Linked DNA regions of Gossypium hirsutum: region 1 is linked to region 2. The links are chromatin contacts, called in public Hi-C maps. All regions are on one chromosome and are shown on one strand. The core of a region is the stretch at or near the end of the contact, and the rest is flanking DNA. Distances in the headings are between cores, read along the strand shown.

Region 1 (2,700 bases), core at 62-2,561, 130 kb after region 2:
ATAATAATATGCTAAATAATAGTAATAAAAAATAATAGTAACAGTAATTATAAAAATGATAATAGTAATATAATAAGATGATGATAATAATAATAATAATAATAATATTGATAATAAATAATAATAGTAAAAGGAACAATAATAATAACAATAATATAAATAATAATATATATAAAATAATAATAATAATAATGATCATAATAATAATAAATAATAATAAGAAAATAGTAAAAATAACTAAAAAGGACTAAAGTGAACTTAAAATAGAAGTTCGGGGTGTATTCAAAATAAAAATAAAAAGGAAAGAACCAATTTGGACGCGCAAATAACAAAGGAGGACCAAAATGGGCAATACCCCTCCCTCCCAAAACGCACAGCACCAAGAGGGACCAAATTGAAGGTCAAAATAAATTATAGGGCAAAATTAAAAAATAAAAGAAACTTGATTGTAAAACAATAGAAAAGCGGAAGGGCTAAAAGCGCAAATAAACTATTTTCTCAAAAACAAGCGGATCCTAGCTCTGGGTCAGGTCAAGGCGCGGGTCGGCCAAAATGACACCATTTTGCACATGGTGTTTTAAATCAAAACGACATTGTTTTGATAAGCTTTATAAATCAATTTTTTTACAAAAAATTCATTCTACTCTTCTTCTAAAAAAAAACTTTCATAAAAACCTCTCAAAACACTCTCCCCCCCTCTCTCCAAGTCCAGCCGACTCTGACATCTCCACCGCCGTCAGCCAACATCTCCACCGCCAGAACCAAAAAAGTTAGCGTTTTTCGGGGATTTTAAGGGTAAGCCTCGTTTCCCTCTTTTTATTTTTATTCTATATATATATATACATAAATAAATAAAAAAAAGAAATAGATTTGAAACAAAAATAATAATAATAATAAAATAAAATAAAAAGATAGAATCACCTTTTATTTTTTCTGATTTGATTTTGTCTTTTTGTTTATTCTTTCTCTTTGATATTCGATCTTTGCTTTGTTTTTGAAAATCTTTTATTTCTTGTTTTGATTCTAGAAAAAAAAAACTAATTACATTCGGTTTTAATATGGCTCTTTATAGCCATATTTTCTTTACAACTTGCTCTTTAATTGATTGCTCTGTTCTTTTTGCAGATAAATGGGCGGTGAATGTGATAAGGGCGGTGCTGTAGACTGCGGATAGTCAGAAGACCTTACGTGCGGCGCACCTAAGGTTTGTTTATTTATTTTTTTTCTAATTTTGGGTATTAGGCTAACTGGGCTAGAATTAGGCATTGGGTTTTGGTTTTTAAGGTTTGGGCTGATATAATTGGGTTGTTTAGTTGGGCTTGGTTTGTTGGGGTAGTGGGCAAAATTTGGGCTGCACGGTTAGCATTATTACTGAACCTCAGTGCAAGTTTGTTGTTTGATTCAAAAACTGTGCCATGGTCTGTCGTATGAATTTCCTAGTTGTAATATACATAAACCATGAATCGATTACTCATATTGAGGCTTCCCTAGAACTGTACAAATGAATTAAATCAATTTCAAATTGTTTACATTATCACAAACAATTTTGATGCCTCTGTGGTCAGTGGATAAATAATTACAATGCAATATGAACTCAATCAAAATTCACATTCAATTTTTTTAAAAAAACGTCAATTTCAATTGCAATATGTCAAGATTATGGAATGAATAATTACTAAACTTTATAACTATAAAATAAAAAAAAAATAGATGAAACAAATTATTTAATTAACATTTTCGAATAAAAGGTTTTACATTTCTTTATATTACAAACCCTAAACCCCTTGTAAAAGATCTTGGGCCTTCACCTTTTTAACCTGCACTAATTTAGAATCTATGAAATATTTTGGTAAATTTTTAATGACAAAATTGTTCATCCAAGGAATTCACGGGGTTTCCCAAATGAGTTTGTAGAAATGATTACTCGTAACAATTTGGCAATTTACTTTGCACCTTCCCATGCAATACTAGTAAAAAGAAATATTTAATCAACATTTTGTACCAAGCATTCTCCTTATAATGCCTCGTTACAAATCGTCATAATCTATATAACATAAATAAATATTTCCTTTAAAATATTACATTTCAGTATTTGTAGTCTAACACTAGGATAACACATAAAAATAAATTTCTGCATCATCCGATTTACAAAAATTATGTCTGCAACAACACATGGGTTGTTAGGTTCATTCTACAATTAATTAACTGCCTCGCTTCTTCTTACTTTTGAGTCCTAACTCATAATGAAGTACAATAAGTCAGAACCATTATCACTAACATATATGTCATTAATTTGATAACTATTAACTACGCTTGCATGTAAATTAATCATCATAATACGTTCACATAAATGTTTAAAAAAATATTTAATTAACAACTCATACGTAATGTTAAAAAAAAAAAATCATGTCAAGTTACTTACAATGGTTTGATATTCCAAGCCTGAACACCACAAAAACATGGATAATTATTTAAAATAATCTAAATAATTTAATTTATAAATAACATTATTAAAATTATTTTAATATTGTGAATCAAATATCACAATACTAACATTCAAATTAAAACATTTATCACACTATAACATAACTATTAAATATATTATTTAAAATTTCATAAATAGTAATAATATAAATTATACTAATATAAATATTTAAAACATTATGTTAACTCATAATATTTCTATTTTTACCTTACTAA
Region 2 (2,700 bases), core at 197-2,696:
TAAATTTAAAAAATCAATTGATGCTTTTAAAAAATAAAATATATTTAACATAATGATATATAAAAAATTATTTTCATGGTATTATTCTATCTATATGAAAAATAAATTAAAAAACTTAAAAGCAAGTTTATTAATTAAAAACTTGAAAATAATATGTTTAATAATTAAAAACATTAATTAAAAAAAAAGGTGATCGCAAGGAGGGGCAAAAAGTTGGTAGGGCTACGAAGAAAGTTCGGCTATGGGAAGAAAACCCTCTTGACCAGGATAATGTTATTATGGAAGTAGCTGGGATGGACAAAATGTTCTTTTGAGACAAAATCCTAAACCAATATGGGGAGAGCAAACTGTTGGGTGAGAGCCTTGAGAAGGATATTGAATTGATGAAGGGTGATGTTACTAATAATAATGGAGGAATTCCTTCAATTAATTTTTCTAATCAGGTGCATTAACTTATGGGCGATAGCATGTCAAAGACTGTGATCATTAAACTTTTAGGCCAGGACATTGGTTTCAACACCCTTTTTAGCAAGACTTTCATCTTGTGGAAACCAACTCAGACGTTTCAACTAATGGATCTTGAAAATGGCCAAATTTAGATCTATTGAAGATTATATAAAAGTTTTATTTGGGCACTGGGTGATTTTTTTTCAGTTTTTGATAGTACAACCATGGACTCTAAACTTTAGCACGATGCAAGAGTACCCCTTCAATATGGTTGCTAGGATTCGCTTACCGGATCTTCTTGGTGTGATGTATAAAAAAAAAAGTATTCGGCTCGCAATTGGGGAGGTGATTAAGAATGTTATTCGTATTGATTATAATACAGATAATGGGACGAGAGTTCAATTCGCTCACATGGCTGTCGATGTTGAATTGGGGCTCTCTTTGATTTCTAATATCCGAATTGATGGCCAACTTCAAAGGGTTGAATAAGAGTCCCTCCCTACTTATGCTTTCAATGTGGGCACTATGGTCATCTAAAGGAGAGATGTCTTGCGCTTGGTATGAGGAACAATGAGGTAGAATTTGTTGAAAGAAAGAAACTATTGGTGGTGAATATTAAAAATAGGGTGGAGGAGGAGAGTTACGGCTCTTGGATGGTGGTAAGCGTAGGACAAGAAAACTACCCCAAAATAGGTAACTCTTCAGGCGTCGAAAATCAAGGCACCAAATCCGGGAAATTTAATTTTGATGTGCTATCTACAATTTAGGAGGATGTTTCGGAAGATATTTTAGGAAAAAAATAGGAGTAAAACATGAAATTTTGTGTTTGGGCAAAACTTGCCTTCTATTGGGAAATCGAAAGAGATGTCAAAATCTGGGCTTAAAGCTATGAATAAGAAACAAACGGGCATTAGGTAAAGAGAAGTAAAGTACAGGGTTAGAGATGCATAAATTACATCTTAAAGGGCCTGGTGAGAGTAGTACATCAGTGGGCTTTGGGTTAAAAGTCCAAGGTGATATTTAGGGTCCAAAGGGTGCTACTGTGGTCTTTAATGGTCTGGACTCTAGGCTTGTTGGAGAAAGGGAAAGAGATTTTGAACCCAACCTTTTGCATCACCAAGCTAGACGAGATATTTATCTCTTGATCAATCTTGTCATTGTGTTGTTTCTGTAGAGGAAAACACTCACCCTAATATTATTGGGAATGAAGGGAAGGTTCCAGATGGAGCAAGTGAAGGATTCATGATGGATGCTACCATTTTTTCGTCCAAGGAAAATGAAAATATTATTAAATGGAGAGAAGCTAAAAGAGAAGTTCAAGGGGAAGGGGTTAAATTTCGATTGGGTCTCGTAAGGATATTCTAGTCAAGGATGCAATGAGTGGTATTGTGGAAGGAATTGATTCTAAACCGGATCATAAGGCGAATGAGGTAGGAAGTTCAAGTACTACTTATGAGGAGTCGGCGCTCGATGTTGACTCAATTTTAGTCAATTGAAGTATGGGTATCTTTTTACTTACATTTGGGATCTTTCCTATGAATTGTAAGTTCTCTATTTGGAATTGTCAAGGTACGGGTCATATTCGATTTCATCGTACTCTTGCTGAATATGTCTGAGATTTTAGTCCATCATTGGTAGCGTTGCTTGGACCTCGACTGAGTGGTCGGCAAGCAGATTGTGTGATTTTGAAAATTGGGTTTCCGTTTTCACACTGAATTGAAGCAAAAATTTTCGTTGGCAACATCTGGATTTTATGGAAGGACTCTATATCTGTTGAAGTTTTGTTCAACCATACACAATTTGTTCATCTAAAGATTTCATCTATAATTTTTTATTACTAGTTTATTGTGACAGTTTGCTATGGTAACCCAAACCTTACTAAATGAATGTTTTTGTGGAAGGGATTAACTTTTATTGCATATAGAACTCTACCAGTCGTCGCCGTCACAATCAAATTTAGACTCTCTGATTAGATGGGGCTAATTGGTGCTATGACGATAAAATCATTAAATCTATTGCCATTTCCTTTTTTTATAAGTTGTATTTTGTTGAAGGAGATGTTGAGAGGGGTTTTCCCAAAGATTGGGCAGTATGAATTTGATCTTTTGAAGTCCCCGGATACTAATGATGAGATTTGAAGGTCAATATGCCCCTTTGGAGGCACCTGGTGTTAATGGATCCCATACGCAATTCTATCAAACTTAATGGGGTGTTGTGGGTTCCTCGGTTTATTCCATGATTTGGGATTTTTTT

Evidence for each region. A called contact is a pair of places that touch in the nucleus more often than the background predicts.
Region 1: a Hi-C map of leaf shows a contact between it and region 2, with 3 times the contacts expected there. The contact joins two enhancer-like sites. A contact is called at or near these places in 3 of 34 Hi-C or Micro-C datasets (callus and leaf).

Annotation. Positions count from the first base shown.
Region 1 is chrA08:20,792,255-20,794,954 of Gossypium_hirsutum_v2.1, forward strand. No RefSeq gene overlaps it. Among protein-coding and RNA genes, the nearest start is that of LOC107921180, 89 kb to the right of the region's middle. Within about 2 kb of position 1,312, at least 1 of the 9 cell types and tissues checked has an H3K27ac peak or open chromatin away from gene starts, as enhancers often do. A contact at or near this core is called in leaf, where this site is marked.
Region 2 is chrA08:20,658,800-20,661,499 of Gossypium_hirsutum_v2.1, forward strand. It overlaps the pseudogene LOC107945580. Among protein-coding and RNA genes, the nearest start is that of TRNAE-UUC, 22 kb to the left of the region's middle. Within about 2 kb of position 1,447, at least 9 of the 9 cell types and tissues checked have an H3K27ac peak or open chromatin away from gene starts, as enhancers often do. A contact at or near this core is called in leaf, where this site is marked.